2 separate regions of the Mus musculus genome follow, and region 2 is linked to region 1. Evidence: chromatin contacts called from public HiChIP or PLAC-seq data. All regions are on one chromosome and are shown on one strand. The core of a region is the stretch at or near the end of the contact, and the rest is flanking DNA. Distances in the headings are between cores, read along the strand shown. Region 1 overlaps Chsy1 (chondroitin sulfate synthase 1). Region 2 overlaps Lrrk1 (leucine-rich repeat kinase 1).

Region 1 (7,883 bases), core at 1,524-4,023:
ATGGTGGCTTGGCAAACAGAAGCCAAGGAGAAGCTCGGCTGCGGAAGAGAAGGCCGAGTGCTTAGGGAGGAACACCACATTTAGGCCCTCCTGTCCTCTGGCAAAGGCTGCATGTCCCAAACGCTGCAGATAAAGGGTCAGTAGACTCTGTCTCTGAAGGGCCAGACGGTAAATACCTCGGTGTCTGTGGACATTTGCCAACTGTTCCGTGTGCACTTGATGTTGAAACTGAGCCTATAGTTACCCACCGCCAGTCTCTTTATTGGGTTCTTGGTTCCCAGAGCTCCACTGCCTTTCCAAAATGGGAACAATATAAATAATAGGATGCCTGGGGCTGACATACAGTTACAGAAACATGTGATATGACTTTAGTTGTGCGTTTTTATGAAATGTTATTCTGAAGTGTTGCTTAAGAACTAAATTATTAATATGGCATTACAAAGAAAGGGGCAAACCACCATAACTGACATCCAAGAAATGCAGTAGAAATAGGGAAATTTCTATATTGAATACAGGCTGAGTCCTCCAGGGATTCCAGGTTGGCAAGGCTGTTTCCCAGGATATGGGGGTGTGGTCTGGGTTCTTGGCTCTCTCCTGCAACAGTCCCTTGTTAGAGATGGATGCCATGGTTGCTGTGCTCAGACTCTGACCCAGGAGAGGAACAGGGCCTCAGGGTTCAGAGGTAGGAGACGTGTCCTTTCTACTCACACTCCACTGGGGGAAAAGTTGGACACGTGGTCACGCCTAACTGAACCTGAAGTCTGGCTTGGAAGACAGACCAGAGGTCAGTCTGTAAGTATTTTAAGCAGCCTGTGCACTCTTGTACATGGGAGTTTTGTTCCCTAGGTTGCAAAGGCAGAGCGCTTGGGTGTCACACTTATGGCAGTGTACCAAGGTCTCAGGTCCTTAGTACAGTTAAACAGTTAAAGTTAATTGGTTTTCAGATTTAAAAGGTCTTAATTTTGGAACAGACTTCTAGCATCTCCATTCCAGCAGGTTGGCTGTTAGAAGCTGATCATCAATATATTCTGTGTGTAGTTCTGATTTTGTGTGTTACAATTTAACATAAATTTATAATTTGATGTTCTATAAATGACATAATATCCTTATATATTTGACGTAAATATATTTTCTATTCCGGAAAGTCGTTGTGACTGTAATAACAGATGTGACACCTTGGGAATGCTCTCAGACTATAGGCTAGTACATCAGTCCAGACGGGAATGCTCCTTACAGGGCGTCTCCCTTTAAATCTCTGTGTCGCGGTTTCTGCTTTCCCTTGTAACAGAGTTTGGGAATGCGTTGGTGGTGAAGCCTGTATTTGGAAGGGTTGGAAGTGCTTTATTGTTAATCACACCACACCGCCCTGATCTCAAAAGAAAGGAGACATTTAAATGGGCCCTGCAGGTAGATCTTGCCAGCTTCTTTAGGAAGAATCAACATAACAATTAGGAGTATTTATATAGGTACTCACTTAGATAAATCAGAGATGGAAATAATTAAAACTTTGTTCCTTTTCATCTCAGGAAGTTGCCTGTGGGTCACTGTTAGCTGCTAGGGTTGCATACATGAAGTGTGTGTGACGAGGACACGTGAAGAGAAGCTAGGGCATGCATTCAGGCTTGGATCACAGCTCTCCTGCTTGGTCTGGTTGACTGTTACACAGCTCCTGGTTGTGAATCTTGGTGTAGAACACTGTTACTCACTTGGTGGTGTGGCTCTGGTCACTTATTTTGTCATTAATTAAATCTTAAAGTAGTAATATTGGTTATTTCTAAGTAATAATTCTGGTTAGTCTGGTATTTCTGGAGTTAATATTTGCTCAGGGTTTTTCTGGTTTCTGTTGGTAAACATGATTGACTATTGCTTAACCCCATGGGTACCCCCCTCATGCACTGCACACAGACATCCAATTTTTAAAGAAATCTTTTTTAAATGAATTTTTTTTTAAATCTATGAAGTATGGGAGGTCTTCCCATCTTCTAGTGTCTTCTTTAGTTTCTTTCTTTAGTGTTTTATGTTTTTCATTGGAGAGGTCTAACATCGTAGGTATGCTTTATTCTAAGGTCTATAAATTCTTCCTTTTTTGAAAAAAGCTTTTCCAGCTTGATGGAATATAAGTTTCTAAAGATGTATCCTAATGCTTTTCTGAGTTTCTTCAATATCCTTTATTGGGCCTGCTTTTCTACCTCTGATTTGGTTAATACGGATCTTCCCTCTCTGAGGTTGGCTACCAGTGTACTGATTCTGTTTCCTTGTTGTTGGTGGTGGTTTTAATTGTTTTTTTTTTTTTTTTTTCATTTCATTAATTTCTGTTGTAACTTTGACTATTTCTTTCCATATGCTTACTTGAGTTTGGCCTGTGTTTCTTTCTCCAGGCCTTATTATATCTACCCCATTTTACATGAGCGTAGCACGGTTTGATACCTGACCATCAGTGGGACATGAGGAGATGAGTGTGAGAAGGCTCAGAAAGATGTGACACTTTCCTTCTGTCTTAGTTAGGGTTTACTGCTGGGAACAGACACCGCGACCAGGCAGTCTCACAAAGGCAACATTGAATTGGGGCTGGGCTGCAGTTTCAGAGGCAGTGCATTGTCGTCATGGCGGGAAGCATGGCAGCATGCAGGCTCACTCGGTGCTGGAGAAGCCAAGGCTTTTGTGCTTTTATCTGAAGGAAGCCAGGAGGAGATGGTCTTTCACACTGGGCAGAGCTTGAGGCTAGGGTACCTCCAAGCCCCACCTCCACAGCCACAGACTTCCTCTAACAAGGCTGCATCTCCTCCCATAAAGTCACACCTCCTAATAGTGCCACTTCCCATAGGCCAAGCATATTCAAACCACTACACCTTCTTCAAATGGAAGTCATTCTCACAGGGTTCATGAGTAACCTATTTTTAAAAGAGTATATGCTTGCTTTGTATCTGCATCTACTTTTTATTTTACTTACTCATCTCTGTCTGTCTGTCTGTCCGTCTATCTTTTTTTGAAGCAAGGTCTCTCTCTATAGCTCAAGCTGGCCTGGAATTCAGTGTGTAACCCAAGCTAGCTTCGAGCACATGGCTTTGACATGCTTAAGCATGCCAACTGTTGTGATTACGGGTGCGAGCCACTGCTCTCAGCTCTCCTTTTTATAGTTATACATAATTGATACTGAGTAATGCAATCAAGATGCCATGAAAATGGAATCGTTCTCTGTGCTGCTACCCTGCCTCTCCCGTTTTCCGTAAGAGAGATGCTCTGGTCTTCGGCTGATGCATGAGTTACTTCTTTGCCAGTAATCTTCATGCTTTCTCTCTTCTGTGACTTTTTCACTACTCTTATAACTCCGTCGTTTTAGCGTATCTTTTTATTCTTTTTAATTTTTTAATTCTTTTATTTTTATTTTTATTTTTGGTTTTTCAAGACAGGGTTTCTCTGTATAGCCCTGGCTGTCCTGGAACTCACTCTGTAGACCAGGCTGGCTTCAAACTCAGAAATCCGCCTGCCTCTGCCTCCCGAGTGCTGGGATTAAAGGCGTGCGCCACCACGCCCGGCTGCATATCTTTTTATTTATTTAGCCAATACTGCCCTCAAGGTTAGTTATTGTTTGTTTAGGGAAGTTCAGGTGGTCAGAAGTAGAATGTCATAACTAAACACTATGATCGGTTTCTGTTTTAATATCGGTAAGTACTTTTATTAAACATTTTAAAGATTTACTTATGTTTACTTTATGTGTATTAGTACTTGCCTTTGTGTGCAAGTCATACCACACGTGTGAAGGTCAGAAGACAATGTGCAGGAGTCAGTTCTCTCTTGCATCATGTGAGTTCTGGGATTCAGACTCACAGCAAGCACCTTTACCCACTGAGCCATCTCACCAGCTCTGAAATGATCTTAAGGGGTTTTAAAATAGTATTGTAAGTGATGTAACTTTCTACATGTGCATGCTAAGAGTCATATGCTTTATAACTGTAGACTTAGAAATGCTGCTTATAGCCGGGCGCGGTGGTGCACACCTTTAATCCCAGGACTTGGGAGGCAGAGGCAGGCGAATTTCTGAGTTCGAGGCCAGCCTGGTCTACAGAGTGGGTTCCAGGACAGCCAGAGCTACACAGAGAAACCTTGTCTCCAAAAACCAAAAGAAAAAAGAAAGAAAAAAAAAGAAATGCTGCTTATAAGGCCAATTTCCAGGGCTGGAGATGTGGTTGTGCATTTAAATTTAGTCCTGTCTCCTGCCATTGCTGCCAGGCAGACGTGTGGGATACAAACATGCAGCTAATCACACACAGAAAAATAAAATTTTTTAACTCACCTTTCACTTATGGAGTCCCATTTTGTTTTTTGAAGACAATTTAGAAGACAGTTTATAAGATACAGCTTATGAAATCTGTTCATAGCCCAGAAGTGTATTGCAATAAAATGGTGGCTTTTAAGATGCTCTTTTATCCTCCCAGCCCTCATTCTCTCAGAGTTCCTCTTCCCACCGCACTCACACATGCACACGAAGTGGAGACTTGTGGTCTCATCGCATGCAGAGATAGAGGCAGGGTTAGAAAGTGGGATGCGCAGGGACTCGAGGTAGCCAGGATGTCAGTGCTGCCTTCCACTGCAGTGAGGGGCTGGAGACTGGCTGGGGCGTTAGGCTTCACTGTGCTTGGTGCAGCTCTATCTCAGCACACAGTACCAAATGTAAGCAGGGATATATGGCCATAAATGGGTAGCTAGATAGTTGTTTTGGCCATGTAATTAATCTGGAAGGTAGAACTCAAAGTGGATAATGAAATAGAGTTAAAAACCTAAATGTTTCGGGATTGTTTCTCAGGTGAAGTACCCACTTACAATGTGTGTGTACGAATGAGCAAGATAAACAGAGTCAGCATGCGTCATTCATTGAGGGGAATGGTCTCACCATAAATGAGCTTTGTGGTTTCTTCCTTTTGCTTAGAAGCACTAGGCACAGTCCGTGGGTTGATAATACAACATAAGTTACCCATTTGCGTTCTTTCTCATTTGAAGCTTAAGAATAATACTTTTAGTAATGACTTCCCCATGAAAGTCTCCCTTACCACACAGAAGGCAAGTGGCTCCCTGCTTTTAAGTTAATCCCATTTGGACAAAATGCAGGGCAGTCCCTGGTTCAGGCCTGGGTGGGCACCTGACTGCAGATGCACGTGAGGAAGGGCAGGCAGTAGGAATTGTACGCGTCATGATTGTCCTTTCTTCCAGGGATCCTCCGTTGCTGGGGCTCTGGCATGCCCACACACAGAGCAGAAGTGATTGCAGAGTGGGCTCCACAGCCCAGAGAATGTGTTTTCTTAGGAAAGGTACCCGTCACCCAGCATGGACCACTGGCTGTTTGCTGCCAGGAATGTTCATCGTCCACATCACATCGGTTGCTTTTCAACCCTTCCTAAACTCTAACCCAGACTTAGAGATCCTTGAAGCTCATAAAGTTTTGTTCAAACATTTTAAGTAGCATTCCTCATTGAAATGTTACTGCTGATGATGTTAAAATCTGTATGTGTCTGGTCTGGAGCCTCACAGTGACTCCAATAAGGAGACTGTCATGGTGCTCTTGTGTGGTTGCTTGTTCCTGGGTATGTGGTTAGCTTGGCCTGGGGCTAGCCTTGGCTACTCTTTGCTCCTGGAAGTGCTGTTATGCAGAGATGGGGGTATGAGTGCCCCTTCTTTCACTCCCTCCCCTCTCACTGCCTGGGGTCTCTGCTCAGAGTCCAGCTTGCTGGAGAGGCCTTCTCTGACTCACAGGTGGGAACTACACGCATCTCTGCTGCTGTTCATTTCTTTGTAGTTCTACAAAACTCTAGTCACCATCTGAAATGTTACTAGTTATTATATGAGCTCTTGGAAAGCAGGCCATCACCTCCTGCTCTGTGTGTGGACCCAGGTCTGGAGACCTGGTTAAGTGAGTTCTTTTGATTTCAAGATTTAAGTAGAGGAAGAAAGGACTGCTCAAGGGGACAAGATAATTCTTCAACGATGATTTGATTCCGCTCCAGGGTGTGGAGTCTGCCCCACAGTTCTGTTGTTGAGAAAATCCAAAGCAGGTAGAGGAAATGGTGAGGGGATGACCTGTCTTCTAAAGCAGTCTGACAGACACAAGACAAGGCAGAGATGTCCTTATACACTTTTAGTTCCCCTGTTAATGCCGCGTGAGGAGAATGCCCTGGCAAAATTAGCTTCTAAGTGCCTGTTTCTAAGCAGTGCGAGGCAAGCCTCTCCAGTTTGTGCTGTGCTTCTGGACTGCAGGGCTGGGGATAGGTAGGCCTGCCATGTGTCCTCTTCCCTACACTTTGCTCTCAGAGGCCTCCCTCAGGGTCTGCAGATGCAAATGCCGTGCCTCTAGTTTATCTTTTATTTTTTTATTGGTTGGCTTTGAATTGGGATATAATACTTGATAAAGTCTATAAACCAGAAGAGCACAAAATATGTAGAATGAATTTTACAATAAAAACAAAAATCCTAGAGAGCCATGACCTTGTAGACTGTAGTATTTGACCTATAGATTTTGTCTTTCTATCTTTGTCATCCCTCTCTCCCTACTACACTTCCTAATTTGGTAGTTTTCCACAAAAGAACTAGAGTTCTCCCTTCCTTGAGATCTGACCCTCCTGTGTGTTCATATGTCTGCTCCCACCCCCATCTCCCTACCACACTTCTCCCTGTAACTTGTGTTCCCTTCGGATTTTGTTTTGCTTTGTTTTGGCAACCCCTTCTGCTAGAACTGGAGTCATTTAATCATACAGAGATGCTTGCTGTGTTGCTACCTGACTCCTATTGACTAGAGTTACTGCCCTGTGCTTTGAGGAAGCTGTGAGGATTGGATCCTGGCACTGGCTAAGTTATGTTAAGGCCCTTCCTAGGTACCCTTTCAGCAAGCCAGGCCCCACCTTATATATATTTTTTTTTTTTTAACTAGGCCTTTGAGCTTTTCACTCTACACAGTGTCATCCAGAAGAGGGTAAGCACTTGATGCCACATCTGGGTAGGACTTTTCATTAGAAGGTAGTTCTATGTATAATTCATCCCACACTGCATGGCCATGATTGCTTCTTTTGTTAATAATAATGATGGGGTAGGGAAGAAAATGGCAAACGCACGTTTCCTCTGACATGGAATCTGGCATGAAACCAGGAGGGGGGTAGTATACTCTAGGATGAGAACGAGAGCAGGGCACCGGGGGTGGGGTGAATATGAACAATGTATAACAAACACTACATTATACAAGTCAGACCAACCCAGCGTTGTCTACACCAACCAAAGCAAAAATTAATAAAAGACATGATGTTAGAGAGCTCGGGTGACCGAGATGGGGCTCTGAGCAGTTTTCTGACTGCAGAGTTATCATAACCTTATCATGTGATTACCTTAAACCAAGGGAGCAGTACTCACAGAGCCATTTGTTCTATAGTCCAGTGCTGTGTGTGCTGCATTACACAAAGGACTTAAGTCCTACCAGCAGCTTTTGTTTAACTTTGCCAAGCTCAGTTCTCAGTGACTCTGAAATGGGCCCGGTTTCTCTACTAAATATTCCAATTTCCGAATTGGAATCTAACCAGTGAGGCTCAGAAATATAGTTCACAATTTTTACCATTACAAGCCCAGTTTAATTCTCATGAAGATTTTAGTTTTATGAATGAAGTCTTTAAAATGCAAAGTACATACTCCTTGAATTTAATTGAGTGAAAATTGGCAATACCAACACAAAACTTATTAGGGGAAAACTAAAAGGGTTGTGTAGGACAACCATATGTCCCAAGAGCCTGGAACAGCTCAGTATGTGCTGGACAGCTGACCTAGTTATTAACATATGCCTGCTTTCAAAAGTTCTGCTTTGCGGTGTGAATTATCTGGGGATGTTGCCATGTAAGAATATTGATTTA
Region 2 (7,883 bases), core at 3,286-5,785, 140 kb after region 1:
ATGGCCTATGGCGTTCACTTCTTGCAAACTCATCTTGGCCTCTGTGGCATTTCTCAGCCTCACCTCTCAGAACCTGTTCTGCTCACATTCACTCCTTCAAGGCAGAGAAGGGAGCTAGTCTGTTTAAAATGGCCTACACATTCGCCCTTGTTTTATGCTCTTGTCCCGATGGACATTCTGAAGGTGTAGTTGGCTTTAGAGTCTCAGATTTGATCAAAAGTTGATCTGACAGAGGTAGAGGCTAGAATAGTGGTTAGTGGAACCCAGGGAGATGCAGGGGTAATGGGGGCAGAGGGGGTGGATGGTGGGTGCTGGGGTGCCCCCTGGATAGCCTGGAAGAAAACCTCTCGTGTTCTATAGCTCAGCAGGATGACTGCACCCGAGAACTAATTGTACATTTCTTAGCAGAGGGGACTTTCTATGTTGTTAACACAAACAACTATCAGTCTGAGGTGATGCAAATGCCAATTGTCTCTGATCTGCGTTTTGCACTTGGTTTTCTCATATGCAACATAGATGACATTTCCTACTTTACGTGTGGACTGAGACTCCTGTGTCTACAGTTTAGGCAGTTAGCTATTAGCATTGCTGGGCTCCAGATGGGGAGTTAGGGCCATAGGCACGCACACACACAGACACACACACACACACACACACACACACACACACACACACAGACACACACACACACACAGACACACACACACAGACACAGACACAGACACACACAGACACACAGACACACACACACACACACACACACAGACACACACAGACACACACACACACACACACACACACACACACACACACGGTTAACAGTCACCATTTACACTGACAGACCTTTCAGCTGACCATGAACATCTCTGACATTTCAACCGGGAAAGGAAAGGCAAAGCTCAACATAACGACTTGGATACAAGACAGGAGGATCTCATGGTCTCCCCAGCCCAGCACACACCTGTCTCAGTTCCAGAACGCTGGCGCCCTCTGGTGGTGAACAGGGAGATCCTCTTTGTTTTAAGCCCATCTTCATTTCTGTGGAGGGGAAAGAGAACACTCAGAAATTTGAGGCCAAGCATGACAAAGACTTGGAGTATACTAGCTCTGACTACATCACATAGAACCACAGAGAAGGCAGTAAATTCTATCAGCATGTGCTTGGGCCTTCCTGCAGTTTGTATGAGGGAACTCGGGGGCCTTCTGGAAGAAGCCATTAGGAAGGATAATCTAGTGGTCACAGTCATTATCACATTCTCAGGCTTTCTAGCTTCAAGCAGGTGCTTTGGGTATGTGTTCTATTTAGCGATTACAGAGTAACCATCAGCCAGTGACCCCAAGGGGCAGGGCTCTCCAGGGCTCATTTTCAACCCATTCATCTATCATTGGATGGATACATTTTATTCCACCTATGAACACATTAGTAGCTGGTAAAGAATTTATAGACTTCTAGTCTAGGCTGAAGTGAGAGACAGGATGTTCAGGAGTCTGCAACAATTACAGCTGGAAGGTCCCGCTCGAGGGCTGTATGATGTCGCCTGGAATCCTTCTCTCAGGATTTTGGAGCTGGGAATACGTATTGGAATACTCTGTGGTGTACCTATTCCCTCTTCCTGGAGGGAAAAGAGAAACTCCTACGTCTCAGGAAGCTTGGGAAAATTCTATCATTCACAAACCCTCAATCCCTGCAGGCTATACAAGGAACCCCCGTTGCTGGGTAAGAGTTGACTATGGGTGGAGCTAAGGTAGGCAGGATGCAGCTTTTGTGGGTTGGCACCTATGCTTGGGGTGCCTCTGACTCACCCTGAGTCCCGAAAGTAACCCCAACACAGTCGTCACTTCTTCAAGCCAGACTTGGTGGGACTGTATCTGTGCTCTGTCATCAAGTGTCCCATACAGGGAAACATGTTTGGTCTTTTCTCCCCAGGAGAATAGTAGTCACACAGTAGTACCCTTAATCCAAAAGTTTAGAATCCAGATGCCTCCCAAAGACTAACCCTGTGAGTGCTGGTGTGGTGTTCAAAGGAGAACATTCCAGACCTGACCTCAGAGCCATGTCACAGTTAAAACTCAGGCATGCTAAAAATGCTGTTGGGGGCCTGTGACACACACACACTAGTCTGTATTTAGCTTTGGGTCCCATCTCGGGATGTCCGGGATACATCCAAATACTTCAAAAATCCCAGAGACATCTAAAATTTGAAAACCTTCTGATTCCAAGCATTTCTGAATAAGGTCATTCATGAATTAGGGTCTTTAAGAAAGTGGTTATGTTGGCATGAGCTCTTTAGAATGCTCCCTACTCTAATATAGATGGTGTCCAAACAACAACAACAACAACAACAACAACAACAACAACAACAACAACCGTAAAGAGAAAGATCATGGAGATATATGTGGATGGCCACTTTCTTGTTTGTTTTTTAGGACAGGATTCCTCTGTGTAGCCCTGGCTGTCCTAGAACTCCATCTGTAGACCAGGCTGGCCTTGAACTCAGAGATCCACCTGATCTGCCTCCTGAGTGCTAGAATTAAAGGCAAGCCCCATAACAGCCTTGATCTTTAACAAGTCAAGGAGGGAGGTCTCAGGAGGCACCCTGGTCTCAGATCTGCAGCCTTCATATTGCTGAGCAACTGTTTTATAGGAGTATTTCATCCACCCTAAGTGGGATACAGCAGCTTGGCTCTGGTGCTGTCCAACACATATCATCTGTGGTTCTATATACACCAGAGGTAAAGAGGCCCACTGCTTACTTGCCGAGCTGGTTTCTGGAGAGGTCCAGGGTCTTGAGTTGGGTGCAGGTCCACTTCTCTTGAGGTGGCAGCGACAACAGCTGGTTTCCCTGTAACCTCAAGAACATGAGGGCCTGAAAGAGGGAGGAGAGAGGGGGAAAGATGATGTTACACATGGAAAGGGAAAAGTTGTCATGACGGTTGGCAGGCTCCCTGTCAATGTACAGCCAAACAATCCCAGCCTACTTCTACTTAGGAAACTCCCCAGATCCTCTCAAGCAGAGATGAACAATGCATTTAGACTTTTCCTCAAGGTCAATGAGAACTGTAGACTAGAGGGACTATAAAGGCCTGAGACCAAAGATTCTTTTTTTTTTCTTGTATATTTTCTTCATTTACATTTCAAATGCTATCCCAAAAGTTTCCTAAACATCCCCCACCCACGCACTGCTCCCCTACCCACTCACTCCCACTTCTTGGCCCTGGCTTTCCCCTGTACTAGGGCATATAAGGTTTGCTAGACCAAGGGTCCTCTCTTCCCAATGATGGCCGACTAGGCCATCTTCTGCTACATATGCAGCTAGAGACACGTGCTCTGGGGGTACTGGTTAGTTCATATTGTTGTTTCACCCATAGGATTGCAGGCCCCTTCAGCTCTTGGGTACTTTCTCTAGCTCCTCCATTGGGGGCCCTGTGTTCCATCCAATAGATGACTGTGAGTATCCACTTCTGTATTTGCCAGGTACTGGCAAAGCCTCACAGGAGACAGCTATATCAGGGTCTGAGACCAAAGATTCTTAAGAGTCGTGGTTAGTGGTGTCTGCCTGGAGTACACAGAGCACCACTGGGTACTTCCTCCTTGGGCGGTGCCCAGAGAGACAAGACAATGGGTGACCTGATCTGCCTTAGCCACATGTCCTCAGAAGCCGAGGATGGGCTCCCTGGGGTCCGCACATAGGGAACTCATCCCTGTGTGCCTTGCCGTATTCAGGCCCACTGAGTGACCTCAGTTGTACAGTTTGGACCCCTTGGGATCTCCACACACACAATTCATCCACACGCTTTGCTGTATGCAGGCCTACGGGGTGGGGGTGGGGCTATTCCCTTGGAAGATGTCTTTCCTTAATGAGAGCAGCAGAGACACACCTTCACTTTTCTTGGTGACATGAACACAGATCCACCTACAATCTATGTGGCCCAAGAGACCCACCACATAGCTGTACCGCATTAAGCCCCCTGTGTGTTTCGGTTTCCCTTGTTGATGCCATGAGTCACCATGGCCAGAATGGTTGCCACCCTCTGCATTTCTATAAAAGCTTCCCCGAGTGATTAGCCCAGGGCCTGGGCTGGGATGTGAAGACCTCTGCTCAGTTCCCAATATGAAGAAAGAGACCAGGGGAAAACAGGAATTTTACAGAACATAGTGTTGAGATTCAACGCGTCTCCATCCCTCTTTGCTGGCTAAGCTATACTGCGAGGCGCTGGTGTGAGGGATAGCCTCAGAATAGGGAAGTGGTAAAATGGTAAGAAGGCGTGGCCAGTTAGCCACTGTGGGCACCAGTGACAAGGGTTCTCATTCAACAGCGCTTTAATTTCACCTAGCCATGAATACAAGTGGGTTTCTTCCTTCGTCCCATGCTTGCTTAGGGGAGCCTATGACTTGATAGCCCTTCTTTTCTGCGATACGCATGTTGAAGGGATGCTTGCTGTCTTTTGGCCTTCTGGATGATCTGAGCAGCTTGTCTGCGATTGCTAGGGGCTGCACCTGGGTGTTTAAACATGGTCTCATTTCCCAGGCAATGTGGTCTGTGAGTCACCACCAGGCCCTACAGGGAGTGCCCTAATGCTTTTGGTGAACAGTTAGCAATCCCTTGCTCTGGGTCTCACAGGGTCTTACAGCCTGCCTGAAGACTCTTAGAAGGCAGTGGTCCAGTGCTCAGGACACAAAGTCTCTCCTTAGAGTGGTGGCGCTCCGTGGGAATCTCTGGAGGCCAGATGGAGTCCATCTCTGGCAAGCGTCAGAGTTTTGACTGGGGCTGGAGCTCAGAGGTTGGGCACTTACGGACTGTATGTGAGACTCTAGGTTAATTCTCCACTACAGCCAAAAACAAAACAAACGTGCCACCGTGAGTGAAGTCCTGAGGGTCATTATTTTTGATGAGGAAGTTCTCTAAAAGGTCCATATGTTAAAGGAACAGTAAAGCTGGGCACTCTGGCTCTCAGAGTTACTGGTAGGTGGTGGAACCTTTTAGAGCTGGGGCCTGGGAGAGGTGTTCTGCTCACTGCTGGTGTGCCCACGAGGAGGATATTGGGGCCACATCTCTTCTGTTTCCCTGTTAGTTCAGGTCTTGGCTGTGAAGTGAACAGCTTTGCTCTCCCATGGTGCACTTCCCCACCACAGGCCCCAAAGCACTAAAACCAACATGGTGGGTTGTATACGGACTGATACTTCCCAAACCTTGTGCCAAGGCAAGGCGTTTTCACACTGGTTGTCTCTGGGTTTTTATTATGAATGAGAGGTAATGAAAAGCTGACTAAGGCAGGCAAACAAGCCCTTCCCTGGCACAGCTGTTTCCTGGTGACTATTCTCCTTCCTCTAACTTGGCTCAAGACCGCATGTCTTTGATGGCTCAACTAACCCTTCACTTTTTCTACTTATGTGTCTCACAAACTCGGAAAAAGCACATAGGTTCCCCAGGGTCCAGAGTGCTTTTTCTTACCACGGTGGACAGTGAGAAATGAAGTGCCATTGGACTCACGTCAAGCTGGAACAATCCCAGGGGCACCTCTTTCAGAGAGTTCTCAGAGAAATCTGCATCCCGAAGGTGGCTTTTCCAAAAGACAGCCATTTTGTCTGGCAGCGATTCCAGGGCATTTTTGGAGGCTTTACAACATTTCTAGGAGTTTGAGGGGAGGGGGAGAGTGGTAAGTAGATTTGTGAGTGTAGAGCTGCCCAGAAGTCTGTTTGTAAATCTGATGTCAGAAGTGAGGCTACTGGGACAGGGCTCTGTGACCACAGTGCAGAGTGAGGAAGAAGGCTTCCAATTCTCTGTCTGCTGTGTTGTCCTGTCCTGCAGGAGCAGGGAGAGAGTTTCCTAGGGGAGACAAACGTGCCTCATCGTCTTCCCTTGATCACCATCCGGTCCATTGTCCTGGGAAATAACGGACCGATTCAGAGCCACGCTCTCGGGAGTCAACTGCTTTCCCCAAGGACGCGGCCAAACTAGAAATGCTTAGTCTTTGGTTTGAAACCAACAGAAACAAAGCACAAATATTCCTTATGTCATTCATCCGTTTCAACCAGCCAGATTCCCAAGAAACAAAAACCTCATTTAGTCTGCAGAGCTCTGGATACAGGCCCCTGCTTCTTCTCACTTCTTTAGTGCTCTTGAGAACCGCACCCCTTTTGGCATTTGTGTTGGTATGCATGCGTATATCTGGGTTTGCATGTGTGCGTATGAGTGCATGTGTGCATATGCGTGCATGTGTGCGTTTGCGAGCATGTGGAGACCACAGGTTAATGTTGGGTGTCTGACCAGCCAACCAGGGACTCTCCTACCCCCACCTCTCAGTGCTGGGATTACAGGCAAGTGTTGCCATGCCTGTTTTTTTTTTTAAGTTTGTGACATGTATGTACGTATGTATACATGCTCACATGTGTGCTTGTGGAGGCCAGAGGTTGACATTAGGCCTCTTCCTCTGTTGTTCTCCACCTCAGTTACTAAGACCAGATCTCTCGCTTGAACTCAGAGCTGGGAAACATGGTTGGTCTCACTAGCTAGCTCACCCTAGGAGTCCTGCTTTGGGTGCTGGGCTTACATTTGACCACCATGTCTGCATAGCATTTAAATGGGGGCTGGGGACCCAACTACAGGTCCTTATGTGTGCATGGCAACCGCTTTACCCACTCAGACATCTTTCCAGACCCACACTCAGCTTTTACTGTGTGTGGATTCTTGGGGGTCAAACTCATGCTTGTGTGGCAGGCCCTTTACCAAAGTGAGCTATCTTCCATCCCTTGTGCCATCATCCCGTGCTTTACAAAACGTTGTAGCAGCTACTGTGTGTCCCTTAGGCTAACTGGCTTACAGGGTGACAGCCTGACTGAAACTGTGGACCTCTCTCCTCAGCTACAATGTAGAGGAACAGGAGAAGACGTGAGGATGTAGAGAGCGGCATACAAACTCGGCTGTGGCTTTCAGGATACAAACCAAAGGGCAGGACCAGGGATCCGGGAAGCTCTTCAGGTTGTTCCTGGAGACATTCAGAGAGGTGAGAGACTTGAAGGAGTGCATAAATTGGACAGGGAGCTCTGTCAGCCTGTTGTCAGCTAGATCGAGTTCTTGCAGCTTCCGCAGGCCGATCCAGTTAGTGGCTGTGGGGTGAAAAGAGTGTGCGTGGTCAAACATATCCCAGTCCCAACCAGTGAGAGAGTGGCCAACGACATGGGGTCATTGACAGAGATGCATACCGTTTTCTTCTTCAAACAGCCGCTCCAGGTAGTTTTTGGAAGCAGTCAGCTTTTGAAGTTTTGAGAGGTGCAGGAATCCAGGAGGGAGGTGAGACAGTTTGTTGCTGGAGATGTCAATTTCAAGTAACCTGGGGCCAGAGAGAAGGGAGTCAGGAGCCAGAAGAGCGACAGCAGCGCTTACGATCTCTCACTAGACAAGGTGTGTGCGTTCTCTCTGCACACACAGTTTAAAAAAATGAGCGGGATCCTTTGAGGTCTTTTTACTCATTTGGTTAACTGTTACCACAATGGAATCTGACTTTGGTGGGTTCTTTCGGGTGGTCTTCTGAACATCCTGGAATTAACATCTTTGCCCGAACAAAAGCAAGCAGTACCCAGAGGCTCTGCATCAGGAATGCAACCTTTAAGGGCTTGCAAATCTGTTCATTTGACCCAGGCTAAGGAACCTAATGCAGATGGCCCATGCTCTTTACATTTATCAGTTTGTAAAACTCATTTATGAGATTCAAGGACTAACCTCAAGCTCTTACCAACATTCTTGCCTCTTACAACATTTAAATCTCCAGTTTCTTTTAAAACTTACACCAGTGTGCCCTGGCACCCCCTTGGAGGTCAGAGCACAACTTTCAGGAGTCAGTTTTTCCTTGCCAGTATGTAGGTTCCAGGCCACCAGACTTGA

Evidence for each region. HiChIP or PLAC-seq counts read pairs in DNA pulled down with a chosen protein or histone mark.
Region 2: a contact with region 1 is called in a BATF HiChIP or PLAC-seq map of CD8 T cells, with 5 read pairs. The contact joins two enhancer-like sites. A contact is called at or near these places in 3 of 15 datasets of contacts at CTCF or cohesin (CD8 T cells, pro-B cells and stem cell-derived epiblast-like cells), 11 of 484 Hi-C or Micro-C datasets (CD8 T cells, the G1E-ER4 cell line, Th1 cells and 6 more), 6 of 115 datasets of contacts at active chromatin or transcription factors (CD8 T cells, the HPC-7 cell line, acute myeloid leukemia and 3 more) and 1 of 9 other capture datasets (embryonic stem cells).

Annotation. Positions count from the first base shown.
Region 1 is chr7:66,157,473-66,165,355 of GRCm38.p6, forward strand. The region is part of intron 2 of Chsy1 (chondroitin sulfate synthase 1); the gene reads left to right. Among named protein-coding and RNA genes, the nearest start is that of Chsy1, 52 kb to the left of the region's middle. Within about 2 kb of position 2,774, at least 8 of the 459 cell types and tissues checked have an H3K27ac peak or open chromatin away from gene starts, as enhancers often do. A contact at or near this core is called in CD8 T cells and memory CD8 T cells, where this site is marked.
Region 2 is chr7:66,299,901-66,307,783 of GRCm38.p6, forward strand. Lrrk1 (leucine-rich repeat kinase 1) reads right to left here. Exons shown (of 34, transcript NM_146191.3): 8 at 7,205-7,332; 9 at 6,945-7,108; 10 at 5,493-5,630; 11 at 2,755-2,867; 12 at 962-1,038. Among named protein-coding and RNA genes, the nearest start is that of Gm45989, 22 kb to the left of the region's middle. Within about 2 kb of position 4,536, at least 80 of the 459 cell types and tissues checked have an H3K27ac peak or open chromatin away from gene starts, as enhancers often do. A contact at or near this core is called in CD8 T cells and memory CD8 T cells, where this site is marked.